Linked DNA regions of Mus musculus: all the other regions are linked to region 2. A link is a contact called in public HiChIP or PLAC-seq and promoter capture Hi-C data. All regions are on one chromosome and are shown on one strand. The core of a region is the stretch at or near the end of the contact, and the rest is flanking DNA. Distances in the headings are between cores, read along the strand shown.

Evidence for each region. Promoter capture Hi-C pulls out the DNA fragments that hold promoters and counts their contacts. HiChIP or PLAC-seq counts read pairs in DNA pulled down with a chosen protein or histone mark. Capture Hi-C pulls out chosen DNA fragments and counts their contacts.
Region 1: a contact with region 2 is called in an H3K4me3 HiChIP or PLAC-seq map of embryonic forebrain, with 14 times the contacts expected there. The contact joins the promoter of Cfap36 here to the promoter of Gpr75 in region 2. A contact is called at or near these places in 1 of 39 promoter capture datasets (hippocampal neurons) and 1 of 115 datasets of contacts at active chromatin or transcription factors (embryonic forebrain).
Region 3: a promoter capture Hi-C map of liver shows a contact between it and region 2, with 5 times the contacts expected there. The contact joins the promoter of Pnpt1 here to the promoter of Gpr75 in region 2.
Region 4: a promoter capture Hi-C map of hippocampal neurons shows a contact between it and region 2, with 4 times the contacts expected there. The contact joins the promoter of Prorsd1 here to the promoter of Gpr75 in region 2. A contact is called at or near these places in 2 of 39 promoter capture datasets (hippocampal neurons and liver) and 1 of 115 datasets of contacts at active chromatin or transcription factors (astrocytes).

Annotation. Positions count from the first base shown.
Region 1 is chr11:29,246,005-29,248,704 of GRCm38.p6, forward strand. It overlaps Cfap36 (cilia and flagella associated protein 36), which reads right to left and starts at 1,268. Exons shown (of 10, transcript NM_025740.3): 1 at 1,011-1,268. The coding sequence starts at 1,125.
Region 2 is chr11:30,883,905-30,886,840 of GRCm38.p6, forward strand. It overlaps Gpr75 (G protein-coupled receptor 75), which reads left to right and starts at 1,454. Exons shown (of 2, transcript NM_175490.4): 1 at 1,454-1,638. It also overlaps a transcript of Erlec1 not described here.
Region 3 is chr11:29,129,214-29,132,061 of GRCm38.p6, forward strand. Pnpt1 (polyribonucleotide nucleotidyltransferase 1) reads left to right here and starts at 1,531. Exons shown (of 28, transcript NM_027869.2): 1 at 1,531-1,705. The coding sequence starts at 1,545.
Region 4 is chr11:29,513,763-29,516,462 of GRCm38.p6, forward strand. Prorsd1 (prolyl-tRNA synthetase domain containing 1) reads right to left here and starts at 1,271. Exons shown (of 2, transcript NM_026465.3): 1 at 1,155-1,271. The coding sequence starts at 1,238.

The sequences.
Region 1 (2,700 bases), core at 18-2,517, 1.6 Mb before region 2:
CAGTTAGAATAAAATAAAAGGTTCAGTGATCAAACAACATTCTTTCTTTACTAGATTCATAGAATTTTGGGTTTGAGAGAAGTCTTGCAAGACAATTCAGGATAAGAACCCTCTGTTAGCTGAATCTCAAACAAGCTGCATTGCAGTACAGTCACTGTCGAGTGTATGCAGATACTTCAAATGCCTGGGAACCCATTAACTTTTCAAGCAGGCCACCTCATCCTAGAAAAGTGTATAAAAGATTCCCTTCACTGAAATGTGTTCTCTGCAGCTGTGAGTCAGTATTCACTCACCCCAGCTCTATTGCACCGATCTTTACAAAAAGTCTGTCCCCCTAACCTAAGACACAAGTTCAGACGATATATATTGCTACCCTCCAAGTATTGCCTAGGCAAAAAAAAAAAAAAAAAAAAAACCAAGATAAAGGTTGGATAGGACATCGTTTGTGATTGCTTCTCTATGAACAGAGTCCAATTCGTCTTATGAACTCGGATATGAGCGTGATATGAACCGATCAGAAAGCACTGATGCTGGTCCTTCAAAAGAATGCCACATTTGTATATCTCGTTTGTTAGAAAGCTCTTCCTCCCCATCGCCTGCTTTGGTCCTGCCGGAGTAATCGAATGCCCCCCTTTGCAGATAAAATGGCCAGAGTGAATTTGTCATTTCATAGGCTGAGTCCACAGGGCGACATCTCAGGGGTCAGAAGGAACTCGAAGAAAAACGACGTTTTCCCCAAATAACTGAGGAAGATGCTGGTTACCCAAACAGTCCACTTGCGCGGGGTAGAAAGATACGGGGTGAAGTGACAGGCCGAACATGGGATTAAAGTCTAATGTCTTCAGGACAGGCGCTCGGGCAGAGTGGGTGAAAAGTCTTGGTGAGCAATTTCACGTCTGCAAACAAACGAGCCACTCGGGAAGGGATGTACGTAATTCCTTCTACAAAACTGTCCTAGGCCCGGCAGGCAGAGACAGTAATATTTGGCTTGTTCACAGTCTGGTTCTTACCTTCGCATTTCTGCTCCACAAAGTCCAAGATGGGGATAGACCAATCCGGGCCCCGCAGGAACCCAGCGATGCTCTCCACCACCCATTCCACTTCGTCCTCTTCTTCCGCAGCCATCCCGCTCGCACCCGGCGACGCGGACGCCTAGGCCGGATTCCCCCAGCCCTGTCTGGCCTTTCGGCCGCAGGAAGCGACGGAGAATGCGGGCAGCAAGGTCCCCGCAATCGCCGGGCCCCCAGGTTAGACACCACAAACCAGTTAACGTAAAATGGTCGCTATGACAACGTACGCAGCAGCCCGGAAGTGAGGCCTGAGTCCTGAGCTCCTGGAGGGGGGGGGCTGGATTAGGAACGTTTCCTATTGGCTAGAAGAGAACGGGGCAAACGATAGCCCTCCACTCATTGGCCCGTAGTTGCTAGGCTGAGAGCAGACGCGCGGGCATTGGCTACTGCGCTTAGAGACGGCGTTCGCGCTCCCGTGTGCGCGCGGCCCGTCTCAAAATGGCGTGCTGAAGGCGTGGCTTCCCTGAGGACCTCCTCCCACCTCATCCCTAGCGGTCTTCAGACCCCCTGGCCCTTGAAAACAAAATTGAGAGAAATATGCTCTGTGAGGTTTACTGATTGATTCTGCAAGCCGTTTGCTTGCTGTCTAAGGATGGGTCTAAGCTTAGTTAACAACAACTAAAATTAGGACAAGTATAAAATCAGTTAATCTCCATTTAATTAGGCTTTCATAGACAGTATTTAGAAAGTATCAAGGTTGCTCTCTTCCTACTTAAGAGCCAGAGGACTCCCAAGAATCTTATAACTAGATGTGGTGGCCTACACCTTTAATCCCAATACTCCTGATAGCCACAGGCAGACAGACCTGAGAGTCCCAGGCCCACCAAGGCTATATAATGAGAGTGGTGAGGAGCTGGAGGAGCAGACTCTACAACTTCAGTTTCATGAAAGTGGAAGTGGAGGACTCAGTGAGAACCAGAGGTGACTGTGTGTTGGGCCGACAGCACAGTACCAGGTCTGGTTGAGGGCAGGAGCTACATACAGCAAATGTTCATGGAAAGCTCAGGAGGAACTAAAGGGGTATTAGAGGCAGAGGACCCTGAAGATCTCAACGTTTCAGTGGTTCTCAACCTTCCTAATGCTGCAGCCTTTTAATACAGTTTCTCGTATTGTGGTGACACCCAACCATAGAATTATTGCATTGCTACTCCATATTGTAACTTTACAACTGTTGTAAATCTGGTGTGCAGGATTTCTGATCCGTGGCCCACAGGTTGAGAACTATTTCAATATATACTAAAGCTGTTGATAGAGGACCCAGCTCTCAAGTCAGCAATTAGTATGTTAGCTAGTTAATCTTGTCTTCTGTCCAAGAATTTCCTTATGGACGAAAAGGTCATTTCTGTGGGGATTTGTCTTGTCACCTGTCTCATCATTGAAGTCTCTGAGGACCACAAAAGCTGCTGAGCCACAAAAGTCATCAAAGGGGCTCCAGGCCCCTCCTTGCTGCCCAGCCTATGGCTCCTCAGGAGCTGTCCAAAATGGCGGTATCACAACATCTCAGCCTACAGCCATCATAAGAGCCGTAAGAGTGGTCCACAGTGGCACACTGCTTTTCTCACCTCATCGGGAGCTGCCCCTCAGGAGCTGTTCATAATGGCCACACTTTTCATGCCTCAGCCTACAGCTT
Region 2 (2,936 bases), core at 204-2,703:
CCCAGTGAATGTGGACATTTTATTGGCCTTGATGTGCACTTTCCCAGAATGCTCCTTATTTTGCATGCCATCCATAAGATTGTGCTGGAAAGCTGGGTTTATTGCCTGTTCACGTGCTAGCATATTGTTAGCCATGATTAACTTTTACAGACTTTGCCTTTTGCATTATTGGTATGCCACTGTTTTTATCCAGTATCCTTGCTGCCATATTTTGTGCATGTTATTATTTTGTGTTGCCTTATAACCCCACAAACATTGGTGGAGCCTTTGTCTTTCTCAGTATGAGGTTGGTTTCTCTCAGGTGTATGTACTACTGATGGCTACTAGTAGTTCAGCCTGAACATTTTGTTATCGTTTATGTCCAAATGGAAATTATACAGGCAGTATTTAATGTATTTGGAGAGACATATAATTTGGGTCAGAATTCCCACTCTTAACTGCTAATTCGTGTTTTTTTTCTTCAAATGTTTCTAGGGCCCAGTGTTACCTTTACCAACAACATCTTAGAACCAGTATATTGCCAAGTGTCTGGGGAGTAGAACATGATTTATGTGAAAATTAGTTGGGGGTTTTTCTTGAGCATTTTTTTTCCTAAACATAGTTCGGATTTCACAAATCCCTTCAACATGTTTCTTAGTAAAAAATGGGAAAATTAATAGAATTGTATTAGTATTATTATATTTTATACTTAATTACATTAAGTATAAAGGAAACTTAACAGAAAACGGAAAGGGGTTGTAGTGGCAATGGTGCCACGAAATATTTCACCTGGATGGAATCAAAGTCTTTGATTTCTAACCAAAAAAAAAAAGGGGGGGGACATTTGAATAGCATTCTCTATTTCTTAAGTATTGGATGAGATTAGAAAAGTAGAAGATCATAATTAACCAGGTTAAAATCCTGAAGGAGTTAACAGGGTATGTTTGCCCATAACAACATACTTAGGAATGTTTCTTATATAAGCTAAAGTGGGTTTGTTGTTTTAGACATATTGACTTTGGGAGATGAGAAGCAACGCTCTAATGGTTTATGCTGGTGTTTTAAACAGGACTAGCTGAATTACACTATTGCTTCTCAAGATTTTTACACCCAACACGGTATTTAATAGTACCTGTTTGTTTGTTTTTTTAACTTTGCATCAACCACGTACTTACTATGACCTAAGACACATATGTGTGTTGAAATTGGTTCGATTCAATTTGTCATAATGACTTTAATTATTAAACTGGAACTGACAGCCTAGTTAGAAAGCCAAGGAGATCAGCTTGAAGGCTCTCCGCAGGCACTCTCAGCTGTCTCCTCCTGCCTGGCATCTCTGGTTTTCATTTTTTCCTTGCTGTGTATCAGCGGTCAGTGGCCAATTCACAGGCAGCCCTGGCATATCGGAGCGCACTCCCACTAGGCTGAGGCGGGCAGGCAGGGAGGGTGCCGAGCAGGCGGGGCGGCCACGGTCAGAGGGAGGGGCCGCGCCCCGGGTTCGGTGACTGCGCCGCGCGCCCGGCTCGCCTAGGCTCCCGGGATGCGCGGAGGCGGCAGCGATGGCGATGATGACTCTAGCCCGGCAGCTTCCAGGCCACCGGGCACAGATAGGGTCACTACTGCGACACGGAGGAGGAAGGGCGGCGCTGAGGCCAGCTGGTAGGTGAGAGGCCGCAAGCCCAGACCGGGAGGATCACACCAGGGTTGTGAGGCGAGCGGGAGCGGGGAGAAGGCTAAGCTTGGCCTGGCCTGGTAGGTTGCGCACCTGTGTTCCTGTGCAGCCTTGCTGTAAGCTCTACACAGACCACAACCCACTGCCTGCATCCAGGCGGAGTCCAAGCATCCCTGGACTAGCCTAGGCCTGTGTTTCCTCCAGTTCTAGGGAGCCCCCTACCCGTTACCAATCACAGTTGGGGATAAACCTGCAATCTCCTACTCCTTTAGTCAATAGTACGATAGTACGCAGTGCTCCACAGACTCCTTATCCCTCCACCAGAGACCCAGATCTTTCCCACCCCATCAGCTATTAGCCTCAATGGATAGATAGTTCAGGTGATTAGAAACAATGGGAGGTTTGAAATATCTCACTGACCTTGGGCAAGTTATTTAGCCTCCCCGTGCTTTTCTAGATCCATTCAAATTAGTGGGAATGGGACAGAACTTAGTTTTGTGTGAGGGCTGTGGAAAAAAAAAAAAAAAAAAAAAAAAAGCCTTCCATGAAGAAATTCGGCATTTATTTGGGGTTGGAATACAATGAAATAATCAAGGTCATGAGTTAACTTGTAAGTGTCCTAACGTTTGCTTCAAAAATTAATAATCTCTGTGAGCTCCTAGGGATCCGGGTTAGTTGATTCTGTTGGTCTTGCCCTTCAGCTCCCTCAGTCCGTCAACTTTTAGAATGGGAATAAAACAAACAAACAAACAGCACAGTATTAGAGACCCATCGCCCCTCCCCCCTCCCGCCTTCTCTTCCCCCTGTCCCTCCCTACACCTACTCATGACCCCCTCCCTCCTTCCCTCAGGCTGGCTTTCAAGTAGGTGATACTGCCTTTATGCTCTTGAGAGACTGAGATTACAGGCTACCACATCCAGCTTTTCACATATTTTTTTGTTTATTTGTTTTGCAACAGAGTGTCACTATGTAGCCTTAGCTGGCCTGGAGCTTACTGTGTAGATCAGGCTGGCCTCCAACTCAGAAATCTGCCTCCTTCTGCCTCATGAACACTGAGATTAAAGGCCACATCCATATTTTACTAAGAGTTGACACTAAGCAATTTGTTAGGAGTTCCTCGTTCTTGCTTCCAGTTACCTCAACATCCTTCCGCAACTGTAATCAGATGTATATTAATTCATTTTGAGAAAAAGTCTCACTATATGTATGTAGTCCAGACTAGTCCTGCCTGGTTTTGTAATCTTGATCCTCTTGGCTCAGCTTCCCCAGATATGTGTCATTATAC
Region 3 (2,848 bases), core at 281-2,780, 1.8 Mb before region 2:
ATTCTAGGGAGACATGTCATCTTTCATGAAGGTTCAGTGTCCTAGTTCCCTTCCCCCAGGCAAAACGACACGGGAGCAGGTCAGGGTTGCTCTGGGTAAAAGCCTGTAAGCCTAAGAGCTAATCCTGTACATGGCTCCTTTACCTACACACTGGGGATTTGACCTCTATCTCCACTCTCATTAATATGGGTGGCCTATTTGCTCTTATTAAAAGAAAAAGGGGGAGATGTTGGGAGCCGCCCCCACATTCGCCGTTACAAGATGGCGCTGACATCCTGTGTTCTAAGTGGTAAACAAATAATCTGCGCATGTGCCAAGGGTATCTTATGACTACTTGTGCTCTGCCTTCCCCGTGACGTCAACTCGGCCGATGGGCTGCAGCCAATCAAGGAGTGACACGTCCGAGGCGAAGGAGAATGCTCCTTAAGAGGGACGGGGTTTTCGTTTTCTCTCTCTCTTGCTTCTTGCTCTCTTTTCCTGAAGATGTAAGAATAAAGCTTTGCCGCAGAAGATTCTGGTCTGTGGTGTTCTTCCTGGCCGGTCGTGAGAACGCGTCGAATAACATCAATGCTTTTATTTCCTTTTGATTTATGACTCAAAATTACTACTATTCTAATTATTTTAGAGTGACATTAGGAAACATAGACTCCTTCCCATTTTAATATACCTCTCCAAAACTTACAACTGAATGAATGGTAAATTATTCAAGGGGTTCTCAAAAAAAAAAGTTTTTTCTTGTTTTTTGTTTTGTTTTGTTTTGCTTTGCTTTGTTATGTTTGTGTCTAAGTGTGTGCGAGTTTGCATGTGTGTGGATACACCAGTGTGTGCAGGTGACTGGGCGTGTGTGCCTGTGTGCGCGTGCGCGTGTGTGTATATATATATATATATATATATATATGTGTGTGTGTGTGTGTGTGTGTGTGTGTACGTTAAGAATGTGTGGAAGCCAGAGGTTAAAGTACGGTGTCTTGCTTGATAGCGCTCTACTTATTTTTTGAGGTAGGGTCCCTTGCTGAACCTGGAGCCCTCAGGCAAGTCTAACAAGCCAGGATGATTCATGGATTCATTCTCAGCCTCTGAACGTTGGAATTACAGGTGGCCTTCCATAGACACAAACCTAGATCTTTAGGTAAGAACCAAATAATCGTGAGTTGTTCAGTATTTATTTACTGTTACATTTATTAAACACATTGTTCTAAGACTTTCTTTCAAACCGTGATAACACTAGCGCGCGCGCGCACACACACACACACACACACACACACACACACACACACACACGGCGCGGGAAGTATTAAAGGGCTTTCTTTAAATCTATACATTTTTTTTAAGGTAGTACTTATTTTTCACCGATAAGGGTGGGGGAATAAAAGCTGACTGAAAGAAACGCATTCTGGTGGTTTGACTCTGGCAATTACAGAAAGCCTGCAAGGATTGCTTTCCCGGCAGTTTGCAGGCTCCACGGAAACGAAACTGCGTCCGACTCCGCCCACAGGAGTGCTGGCCAATGAGGCGCTGCCCAGGCCTTCCACGCTCTGGGTGTCATGGCGGCCTGCAGGCTGTGCTGCTTGTGCCCGTGCCTCCGACCGCTGGGCTGCGGCCCCCTCGGCCGGCCCGGGCGGAATCGGGCACTCAGCTATTTGCAGATGCGAGCGTTGTGGAGCAGCACCGGATCCAGAGCGGTGACTGTAGACCTGGGACACAGGTGAGAAACGGTGTGAGTTCGCGGTTTTCACGCGGCGTCTGTCTTGTCCATTCAGCCCCAGAAGTCAAATCCCCCCCAGGGTAGGAATCAAGCAGCCTAAGTCTCTTAAGTTCTCTACTCCAAACCTAAGGTCGAGATTTCCTTTTTCCGGATTTAAAGTCTGTCTCCCTTTCCCAAGCTGGCCGCTGCCTTTTGCCTCTTCATCTTCCTCCTAGCCCTGCGGTGAACTTCCTGAGTCCTATTGCCTGTGCCCCAGACATCCTTTCTCTATTTTCCGAGACCTCGAGCTCTGAAGTAGGAAACCCTAGGTAATGCGTTATCGTTCCGTGCCCCAGGTCCACTGATGGCCGGTGTGAGCCGGAGATGAATGCCAGTTATAAGATGCACATAGTCCTGTTAAACCTGTAGTGAAAGTACAGTTACCATCCAACAAAAGGTCAAAAAGGCAAATTTCTCAGTTAACAAGACACACGGCGGGGGTGTATATGTGGATATTTTAAATAATAGGTTTTTTTAAAGCTTTTCCCTAAAGCTCTACTTTTTGTGGCAGGCCGCTGCCCCGTGTCCTCCCTTGGCATCCGATTACTCTTCCCATCACTGTGTTCTGCTTGTTCATTCTATCAATCTTCTTGTTTATGTTCATAGAGTATTTAGGTAGGCATTCACTCACATGGTTTGGCATATAGAAACTTCAGAACTCTTCCATTTATTCCCAAATGCCTACTTCCAAACCCCAGAGGCTAGCTATGCTATGGGTCCACTATGTATTTGGAGGTATTTTATACAATATAATATTGAAAAGTAAATTGTTATGAGACAAAGTAAACAACAACAACAAAACACCATAAACTTAATAGCTTTCTTGGAACAATCAAAATTACATGTAAACACCATAAACTTAATAGCTTTCTTGGAACAATCAAAATTACATGTACTCCCTACCCCCCAAAATCTTTCTGACTTTCTGCATTATTAGAATTCATTGAATAACATACTGTTTCAGTTCTGATATCGCAATTTGTCAGGTCGTTCAAATTTCCTTTGATATAATCTGGTTGTTGACAAACATGCTTTTATTCCACCATCAATTGCTAACTAATACCAACTCTCTGATTGCACATTATACTTTGTACACTAATAATA
Region 4 (2,700 bases), core at 21-2,520, 1.4 Mb before region 2:
ATTTAACTGGTATTCGTTATAAATGTTTTGATAGGGGTTGGGCCTTTTGGTGCTGAGGATAGGACCCAGAGTGCTATGCTTGCTAGGCAGGCACAATATCTCTGAACTAAAAACCTCAGCCTCCAAATACTTTAAAGGCCTGGTACCTGGAGTACTGGTACTTAGAGCTGAGGCCGAGATCAAGAATTCAAGAGTGCAGCAAAATCCTGGTTGGGGTTCAGGGGGAGCCTTAATCATCACAGTTGCAGACCTCAAGACCTCAGTTTTTGTTGGGCCAGTTTTCTATCCCAGTGGCTAACAAAGCCATCAGGTGCCTGAGACGCTTATAACTTTTGAACTTTGGCGTAAAATTTGATGACAGTCCTTAATATTTATCTCCAGAGTCCCAGACATTCACTACAAGGGCATCGATGAAGAACATAAGACCCCAGGTTAGTACATAAAGAACATTTTTTTAATGTTACAAGTACCAGTACTCCAGGGCCTTAAAGTATTTGGAGGCTGGGAATGTACACAGAATGTGACCTTTGTAAAAATGGGAAATAGTAAATATTAAGACAGGTGTTTTCTATCATAAAATGTGTCGTGCAAGCCTTACCAACCCTCATAATAGTTTCCACAAAAATTGTACATCTCCAGTGTAGGTCATGTTAAAATTAAGGTACGTACTTTTGTTTGTGGCACAAGCGGGAGCGGGCCAAAAGAGGAACTGTAGTTTTAAACAGCTCTCAGTGTGAGTGCTGAAATAAATTCGTGTCATCTGCAAGAGAAGTACGTGCTCTTAACCGCGAAAACAATTCTCCAGACTCAGGGGTTATATACTTTTTGTAATTATTTGGGAAATGATCCTTGCCGTGCTGCAGTGGTAACGACTGTCCAAAGAAGTAAAAAACCAAGCCACCTCAATGGCCTGCTGTGCCTTTGGTACCAGATACAGCCTAGGCGATTCTATAGGGTTGCCACTTATGTAGTGCCTTGTTCCTTAGTTATCTACATAACGTATCAGCTATCCAACCGGCTTTTAAGTCACGTCAGTCATCCCAGGACAAGTTTCCTCACGGTTGCCGCAGTTTTAAATAAACTTATAAGCCTCTGCTTGGACCCAATAAACACTCGCCCGAAGACCCTCTGCCTTCCTGGGGCCGCAGTCTCACCTCGGGATGCTCCACGACCTCCGTGCGAATGGCGAGGGCGCCGAGCCTCTGTTCTAACTCAGCCCGCAGCTCCGAGCCTGCCATTTTCCCCTCTACGTGGGCAGGCTTACCGGAAGTGCCACGGCTTCGGGGGCGTGGTGATGGCTGCTTGCTCCGCCCTGGCATGGCTCTGTGGCCTGACCCATCTTTGGGCCGCCGAGAGCGCTTAGCCACACCCCCAACCACCTGAGCCTCCAGTGCCGGGGTCGGAAAGCTCCGGGTTCCATTGCTCGGCCGCGGCAATGTGGCTTCATGCCTCAACAACTGTAGCTTGTGACTTCCGTCTTTCCGTTCTTTTAAATTTTATGTGTTATGGGCGTTAGTTACCGGCTTGCATGGTTGTGCACCACGTGTGAGCAGTGCCTGAGGAGGCTGAAAGAAGGTGTTCAATTTACTAGAACTGGAGTGATGGTGAGTCATGTAGGTGCTAGGAACCGAACTCGGTCCTCTGGAAGACCAGCCATCACTCCCGCATATTATGATATTAGAAAACGGTACTGCGGGTGTGGTGGCGCACTCCTTTAACCCAGCACTTGGGAGGCAGAGGCAGGCGGATTTCTGAGTTCGAGGCCAGCCTGGTCTACAGAGTGAGTTCCAGGACAGCAAGGGCTATACAGAGAAACCCTGTCTCGAAAAAAAAGAAAAAAGAAAAGAAAGGAAGAAAACAGTACTGCGACGAATTACAGTGGTCGTTATGATACTTATGGCCTGGAATTTGCAACCATGGTGGGACCACTTACTTTGAATAAGGTTCAAATTCCACATTAGTATTTCACTTAAACTTTGAAATTAAGGCTCACATGCAACATGAAACACTGATACACTCAGAGATGTTTAATATAAATTAATTGTATTTATTTGGGAGTGAAGATCTGAAAAAGAACCCCTCTTAAGACACAGATGGTATGCTTTTTCTCTCCCTCGGTGACACAAATAGAGCCAGATTAGAACATATTACATGTAGATAAAGGCAGGTTTACTAGGAGGCAGCTTTTGGGCGGGCTCATCAATCTCACATGTGGAAGTCAGTGAAGTCACTCATCTGGTCTTAAGAGGGTTTCACAGAGTTTTGGCAAGGAATGATGCCGTGCTAGCTAGGAGCTGGGATAGTGTCCATACATGGTCAAAAACTGAGCCCCTAAGCAGACACTCTTGGGTGAGTTACCATAAACACACCACATTAGCCAGGAGCTTTCTCTGCCTGTGCAGTAGAAGAAGGAGGGCAGACTGGAAAACAGGGATTTGTTCCAGCCTATGATTTACTCAGTATTGGAAGAAACTACAAAAGAGTAAGTCAGAGTTGTGTTTACAGTTTCACTCTGAACTCAGGATTTCAAAATTTTAAAACTTTTTAGTTTAACCTTTTTTTAAAAATGATTTATTGCCCGGCGGTGGTGGCGTATGCCTTTAATCCCAGCACTTGGGAGGCAGAGGCAGGTGGATTTCTGAGTTCAAGGCCAGCCTGGTCTACAAAGTGAGTTCCAGGACAGCCAGAGCTACACAGAGA